Regions from separate parts of the Oryctolagus cuniculus genome. Here region 2 is linked to region 1. Evidence: chromatin contacts called from public Hi-C data. All regions are on one chromosome and are shown on one strand. The core of a region is the stretch at or near the end of the contact, and the rest is flanking DNA. Distances in the headings are between cores, read along the strand shown.

What was found. Hi-C and Micro-C count contacts between places; a contact is called where the count stands out from the background.
Region 2: a Hi-C map of embryonic fibroblasts shows a contact between it and region 1, with 4 times the contacts expected there. The contact joins the promoter of GNPTAB here to the promoter of LOC100338456 in region 1. A contact is called at or near these places in 4 of 6 Hi-C or Micro-C datasets (embryonic fibroblasts, psoas muscle, skin fibroblasts and 1 more).

The regions. Positions count from the first base shown.
Region 1 is chr11:104,411,838-104,416,208 of mOryCun1.1, reverse strand. It overlaps LOC100338456 (m7GpppX diphosphatase), which reads right to left and starts at 3,026. Exons shown (of 2, transcript XM_002711291.4): 1 at 2,399-3,026. ARL1 (ARF like GTPase 1) reads left to right here and starts at 3,248. Exons shown (of 6, transcript XM_008256964.4): 1 at 3,248-3,475. The coding sequence starts at 3,472.
Region 2 is chr11:104,817,600-104,821,408 of mOryCun1.1, reverse strand. GNPTAB (N-acetylglucosamine-1-phosphate transferase subunits alpha and beta) reads left to right here and starts at 2,451. Exons shown (of 21, transcript XM_002711224.5): 1 at 2,451-2,854. The coding sequence starts at 2,738.

The DNA.
Region 1 (4,371 bases), core at 1,777-4,276:
CACATTTTAAAAATTTAGGAAATCATTTCTGTCCACTGAAGAAGTTGACCAAGGAGCTCAAGAATTATTCTACAGCAATAGCACCATCTGGTGGCTGATTTTCAAGTATGACCACTTTCTTGAAGAAGACTTTATTAAATAAGGAAAATGGTTTCAGTTATGACTATTTTAGGAACAAGTCTAATAATACTGCAACACATATTTAAGAGTTAAACTAATATATATGGCATTGACCTCAAAAATTTGTTTCAGTTTAATAAACATCTGGTTAGTGTCCACATTTAAGGACAAAAATAGTAAATAGACAAAATATTTACATTCATATATTCTCAAATTTATACTAATGTATTCAATGTTCATACTTATAATTTTTTTTTACAGGCAGAGTGGACAGTGAGACAGGGAGACAGAGAGAAAGGTCTTCCTTTTTTGTTGGTTCACCCCCCAACGGCTGCTGAGGCCGGTGCGCTGCGGCCACACACTGCGCTGATCCGAAGGCAGGAGCCAGGTGCTTCTCCTGGTCTCCCATGGGGTGCAGGGTCCAAGCACTTGGGCCATCCTCCACTGCACTCCCTGGCCACAGCAGAGAGCTGGCCTGGAAGAGGGGCAACCGGGACAGAATCTGGCGCAACAACCGGGACTAGAACCTGGTGTGCCGGCACCGCAAGGCGGAGGATTAGCCTAATGAGCCGCGCCGCCGGCCTATACTTATATTTCATAGTGAATATATGATAATAAAAAGCATAATAATAAAACTAGGATAAGAGGGACATAGGGTAGGTTGTAATTTTAAACAGGATGAAAATTTGTTTTTAAAGATTTACTACTTTTAAGTAGCCATGGCCAAGACTGGCCAAGTGGCAGCAACTAATCTTGATGAGGAGTGGATGAAAAACAGGCAAGAGGGGGCTGGCACTGTGGTGCAGTGGGTTAACGCCCTGGCCTGAAGTGCCGGCATCCCATATGGGCGCCAGTTCGAGACCTGGCTGTTCTACTTCCCATCCAGCTCTCTGCTATGGCCTGGGAAAGTAGTAGAGATGGCCCAAGTACTTGGGTCCCTGCACCTGCGTGGGAGACCTGGAAGAAGTTCCTGGTTCCTGGCTTTGGATCAGCGCAGCTCCGGCTGTTGCAGCCAATTGGGTAGTGAACCATTGGACAGAAGAGCGCGCTCTCTCTGCCTCTCCTCTCTCTGTGTAACTCTGACTTTCAAATAAATAAATCTTAAAAAGAAAAAAAAAAAGAAAAATAGGCAAGAAAGGTGAGTGAAAGGACATGGAGGACTAACAGCTGGATAGCATGGTGTTTACAAAGGATAGTTTTGGAAAGTTGCAGGTGGTTAGGTGAGTCACTCTTGCCTTCTCAAAATAAAACCAAAACCATACAAAAGAAACTCTTCCATGCAAGCCAAACTTTTGTGAACCCATGGTTTGCAGTGAGGATGAGAACAACAGACAAATCTAGTTCAATGCTTATGCAGCTGGAGATACCTGAACATTTAAGTCAAAAACAGAATGGGCACTACTAGTGAGACAGTAAATTAGGACAGCCATTATGGGAAACAGTATGGAGGGAAGCTACCCCCCAGAATTAAAAACAGAACTATCATGTGACCCTACTTTGGGTGTACAGCCAAAGGAAATAAAATCAGTGTATTAAAGTATCTTCATTCCTATGTTCATTGTAGCATTTCACAATATTCAAATTCACACTGCTGCATATTCATAGTAGCCAAGATATGCAATCAGTCTCAGAGTGAACCGACATGTGAATAAAGAAACCATGCCACACATAAAATATAAACACACATCCACAATGGAATATGACTCAACCTAAAACACAAAGAAATACAAATATTTCCACAGTATAAACCTGGGAGACATGCTAAATGAAGTAAGGCAGGCATAAAAATACAAACATTTTATGAACTCATTTATATATGAAATCTAAAAAAGTGGAATCTGTAGAAGCAGAGATACAATGTGATTGCCAAGGGCAGGCGGGGGGTGGGGATATGTTGGTAAAAGGGCACAAAGTTTCATCCAGGATTAACAAGCTCTGGAGTTCTATTGTACAGCATGGTAACCACAGTTAATACAAATGGATTGTGCAACAGGTCTTCAAAAAGTTCATGGAAAATGCTATCATGAAAAAAACTGTTGGGTTCAAAAAATTTGTTTGCATAACGTGTAATTTTTTTAAAATTCCATTTCCATGAACTTCCTGAAGTACCCTGGATTACCTGGAAATTGTTAAGAAAGCAGATCTTGAATGTTACCCCTCACACTCACAAATGCAGGCTATAAGCTAACTAATGCTTGACCGCGACCATTTCATAATACATACATACATGAAAATATTACATCGTACACCTTAAAAATACGATTTTTGACAACTATACCTCAATAAAGCTGGAAAAATTCTTCAAAACCAAAATAAAAAAAGGGTCCCATAAGCTTCTGTAGACTTCGTCTCTATTATAAATAAAAACATATTATGCTTGTTATATTTGGAAGGAAATCCAAGAAAGCGCTAACAGTTCCGGGGAGAACACAGGGGGCAGGGGTAAGCGGTGTTATGACATTTCTGCGTACCTCCGGGAACTTTGCAGACACCGCTCCCAAACTTTAAGAAACCCCAAGCCTAGGGGAACCCCTTCTCCCTATCATTCCTTCCGATATATTTCACTGTCCAAACCCACATTACTCCCAACGGATGGGAATAATCCCCAGTCACAAGACCCGGCCTGCCCGGCCACGCTGCCGACCCCGGAAAGGTGCTCAGGTGCCCGCAGTCGGTGCGACCACGGGGGGAAGGGCCTGACTCAGGCTGGCAACGTCCAGAGAGCGGCCTCGGGAGCAAGCCTGCTCCGCACTGGTGGCGCGGGCATCTTCCATTATTGTTCCATAGTGCCATTTCCTTTCAGGGGACAGCACCTGGGATTAGGCAAGCAGCCCCCGCGGGCAGGACCCGGATCCCCGGCCAAGACGCAGCCAGACAGCCCTAGCGCCCCGCGCCCTCCTCCTCAAGGCCCGACTCGATTTCTTGGTTGGCCGATTCCCCATGCCTTGGTGGCGGAGTTAAAAAATTGAAAATCCGACTTGCTCTATTGCAGAAGCCATTCCTGCCATAGAAACAGAAACAGGAAAGATTGAGGCTCCGGATTTTTTTTTTCCCCTCGTCTGGCGCTCACAGTATCCACACTCAGCGCGCCGAGGCCTTGCGTCGAAAGCGACGACGCGGACGCTCAGGCCATCGTGGCCGGCGCGCAGTCGCGGTGGCCCCGTTGCGCCCGCCCCCTCCAGGAGTCCGACGTGGAAGTTCCTGGCGCCGCAGGCTTGCGTGGAAAACGCCTGAGAGCGGCAAACCGAGGCCCAGGCGAGCGGAGGCGGCGCCGCCGAGGCTGGACTAGAAGTCGCTGCTGAAGCTGGGGCCTGTCTCGAACGACCGGCGAGTACAGACAGGCGGTTCATCATGGGTGAGGAGTCGGAGACAAGGGTTGGCGCGCGCTCGAAGGGGCTGCGGTTGAGGGCTGGGGTCGGGAAGAGGAGAGGGGTCGGCCTGGGAAGCCGAGTAGCCAGCTTCTCAGGGGGCGGGGCGCTGAGTGCTTAAAACCCTCCGTGGGCTTTCACCTGTGGGGGTGGAGCTGGCTTTCACGTTCTCCTCCGGCCCCGCTCCCTGCCCGCTTCGCGGGGTCAGCGGGGACCGCAGGGTCCGCAGAGCCGGGCCCGAGTCCTTCTCCCGGACCACGAACTTTCCCCTGGTGTCCAGCTCGCCTTGCTGGGCAGAGTCGGTCTTGCGAAGCCTGGCAGCGTGTCCGTCGTAGGTCGGTTGAGGTTTCTTGGCTAAAAGGCGAGCTGTGACCCCGGAGTGGCAGGTTGATTTTTATTTTTTAGTCTCTTAGAGCAATGGAACTGCGTCAGTTGGAAAAATCGGAGGGCAGGTGTAGCCTCCTGGGCATTTGTCCGCTTGTCCGCTGTAGCTTTTCAAGTCGATGACAGAGTTAAGATGGAGACAGTGGGAGGGGTGTTACTCGGCAGTGAACGAAATGTCACTCTGAATTCTTGGCCGCCCATTGTCACAAGCATCGGGTAACGCTCCCCTCTCACATGAAGGTGCCCGTTACCACGCTTCAAAATGAAGATGCTTGTTTAAAATCCCTCCTCTGTTTCCTGCGGGGTGGGGGGATGTACTTCCGGCCCCCCAGCATCACAAGCGGTGGCCGGCCTTCAGTGACCCTTGCAGCTTTGCGCTTCTGCCTCTCTCCTGCCTCGAAGGGGAGGGAGGACTTTGCTAAGCACGCCTACTCTGGCGAACTTTCCCAAGCGCTCGCTGTGTTCATTTCTCCAGACTCCTTGAACTGTGCCATCTTTT
Region 2 (3,809 bases), core at 1,202-3,701, 410 kb before region 1:
GTGACAGAGGTTAACATTCGTGATGTCTGTATTTAACCAGTTCACTCTTGTTGAAAAGCCTCATTAGTAACAAAGTCAAGTATTTCTTCTTCGCTTTTCCCAACTCTTAAAATATCTATGCACTTAAGCATTTTCATGCATTATCTTATTTAGCCATTTTAATAATTCTGTAAAATAGCAATAGCAGGCATCATATTACACCCACATTTACGCCAAGTTCAATCATACTGGCTTGGAAGCAAGGGAGAGAGTGACCCAGAGGAAGGAATTAGACAATGCTCTTGATACTTAAGTTTCTCTTGCTGAAACTTGGACATTTTAAAGACAACCCACACTATTAAAAAAGCATCCTGGGGCTGGGGTTAGCCTAGCATTTAAGACATCTGCATGCTACAGGGAGTAACTGGGTTCAGTTCCAGGCTCTGGCTCTGACTTCAGCTTCCTGCAAATGTGAATCCTGGGAGGCAGCAGTGATGACTCAAGTGGTTGGGTTCCTGACACTCACATGGGAGACCTGGATTGAGTTCTTAGCTCCAAGCTTCATTGTCATCCCCCACCCCCACCCCACCCACTCCCCACCCTTTGCCTGCCCACTTCCGCATTACAAGCATTTGGGGATGAGAACCAGTGGAAGGAAGCTCTCTGTCTCTCAAATAACTAACAATAAAAAAAAAAAAAATCTTTTTTTAGAAGCAGAGATTCTAGGCACAGCCCAAATTAGGATGGGGAGAGTGAGGCATTTGCCTTGGGTGAAAATTGAAAGGAAAACCAAAAAGCTCACTAATAAGGCTTAATAACTTAAAAAAAAAAAGATTTATTTTGTTTATTTGAAAGGCAGAGTTATAGAAAGAGGGAAAGAGAGAGAGAGAGATCTTCCATCCACTGGTTCCCTCCCCCAAACGGCTGCAAAAACCAAGGCTGAGTCAGGCTGAAGCCAGGAGCCAGGAGCTTCATTTGGGTCTCTTCCGTGGGTGGCAGGGACCCAGGGACTTGGGCCATCTTTCCCAAGTGCATTAGCACGGAGCAGGATCAGAAGTAGAGCAGCCGGGATTCAAACTGGCATCAAACAGGAGGCCTATGTTGCAGGAAGCAGCTTAACTTGTTAGACCACAACACCTATCCTGAAGCGGAATAACATTTTCATGCAATATTTTAAAAAATTACTGCACAATATCTATGGTGAAGAAAATATAAAAATTCTAAACAAAGTCAAGACCTGATCATGCACTTGCATTAATTCACCTCCACTGTATCCCATCTCCCCTGCCCCCAGTCTTAGCCTTGTTCTAGAGCCTAAGTAAGCACCTGGTTCAAATCTCAATTGTGTCCCTTCCTAGTTGCCTAAGGCTAGTTACTTAACCTCTTTGACCCTGGTTTCTTGATCTGTAAAACACAGATAACAGTGGTATCCACCTTGTAAGGTTGTTGAGAGGCCTCCTTGATCTGAGCACTAGTGAAGTCAACATTGGCCACCAGCGTCACAGTTCTGTGGAGAGACAGTGTTCCACGTAGCCAAGACCTCAGGACCGTATGTGCCTTGGACAACTGCTACAACCTTTGTCATTGCACATATAGCAACCTATCAGCTTTCCCTAAAAGATGAAAAGGCATGAATGTGTGAAAAGCTTGCCTTGGATTGGAGCAAAAGAAACTCCTCTTGCAATTCTGTTCATTCCACGTGAACTTTAATTCCAAGGGGCACATTTTTGTGTGTTTCCTGAAGCCAGTTCTAAAGACAATCCTAAAAATGATTTGAATTGATAACATTGGATGAATGGATGATTACCCGGAGTAACCAAATTTAAGACAAAACCCACGTGAAGTGGTACATACTGGGATTAAACAAACAAACAAAAAGCCACCTCCTAAATCCGAGGTGCCACGGGGAAAAACCTCCTAAAAATAACCTAGTGTTGGGGTGGGGGTCCCTGGTCACTCTCTGCCTTGGCACCCCTCTCCTCACGCCAGGATGACGGCCATTACGTTTTTGTATTTGGTGGTTTTCATGTTTTCTTTCCTTCCCTACTCTCTCCGGGGACTATAGCCAAATACCCGACACCAAGGACTATACCAGGCACTAGGTATGAAATAGTATTTAACGAATATTAGTGAATAAAATTTAGTTTTGGCGCAAAGCCCAATGGTCGGGGTCGCGGTCCGGATGTGTGAGGGGGTTGGAGCACCAGACAGCATCTCCTTCCAGCGCTGCGAAAAGCTAAGATTTCCTAATTATTGTAGCTGAAGAAAAGGCATTGTGCACAAAATACTCACGTTATTACAGTACCAGCCGTGGCACAGGCTAGACGCAGGCGCCGGCCCTAGCCGGTTCGCAGATGGCAGGTCGGCCCGCAGAGCTCGCCGCGCACGCGCAGACTTTGAGGGCGCGCGCCTGCCCTCTGCCCCTCCGCCCTCCAGGTGGCGCTGGCGACTCCGCCGCCGCCGTCGCCGCCGCCGCCGCCGCCACAGCCTGCAGCCGGGACAGACCCGGGCGGCGCCGGCCGCCTCGCGGGCCACGGGTCCGCCTCCGCCGCGCTGAGGGCGTGGGCTCCCGGCTCCCGGAAGCGGCGGCCGCGGCGTGGAGCCGAGCAGGCGACCGTCGCTGGAGTGGCAATGCGCAGCGGCTGGAGCCTGTGACCTGAGCGCGGCGGCCGGGCCGGGGCCCCTACATGGCGGCTCGCTGAGGCGGCGGCGGCTGTGGCTCCTCCGGGCGTGGTGTGGCGTGGCGGCGGCCGAGGGGATGCTGCTCAAGCTCTTGCAGAGACAGACCTATACCTGCCTGTCCCACAGGTATGGGCTCTACGTCTGTTTCGTGGGCGTCGTTGTCACCATCGTCTCCGCCTTCCAGTTCGGAGAGGTGAGTAGCGGCGCGGGAGACCCCGCAGGACGCGCACGGCGCCCCCAGCCTTGCCCTCGTCCTGCCCGCAGTGCCCGGAGCCCTGGCGCGCCTCGCTTTTGCCGCTCGTCCTCCCTGCAGCGCCGGGACCAGTCCCTGAGCCCGTCAGCTCCCCCGAGGCGCCGGTATCTCGAATCTGCCCCGAGGGCTCCGGTTTCAGCGTCCGGAGGCGAGATCTCGTCCTCCTGTCGGTTTCCGAGGGGCGTCGGCGCTCTCTGTAGTCTCCAGCAGGTGCAGCCTTCAGGGTCCTCAAGCCATGGACTTTGTATCCCCAGGCCTGTCTTTCCCTATAAAGACCCCTCCCGCACCTCGAGTTTATTTCTCTCTCCCCGTTTGTCGTAGCGCTCCTAAATCCGTCCCTCTGCCTCTCCTCTAACGTCCCCTTTCTAATCTTGTCACCGTTCACCAAGGCACCTTGTCTTAATCCTGTTTCTTCTTGGATCTCAAAACTTTCGTTCAAGAGGCATGTGTGTGTGTGTAAGTGTGTTCGTGTTCTTGTGAGTGAGCCCATTATCCAAAGCACTTAAGTGTGATAGGCTTTTCTGTTTTCTTTGCACGTCTTCCCTGTTATTTTGGACAGCTGTCCGTCAGCTAGTTGGGGGGAGGCTCCACTGGTGGGTGTGCACTCTCTGATGAGAAAGCTCTCTTGGCAGCTCCAAGCATGTGTCCCCATCCCATGATCAGAGATTGTCATATGACCAGGCACTGGGTTAACTGTCTTGGACTCCAGCACTCGACCTCTTGGGAGCCTGAACAACCTGCTGGGTCATGGGACAGGCTTATAATTTAGATTTGAGATCAAAGCCTGGCCTTTCTTGATGTGTTCTTGGTTAATGTGCAGTAAAGTTCAGTGAGACTGTAAACTCTTCACAGGGTCCACACAGCGGGGGTGGGGGTGGGGTGGGGGGTGGAAACA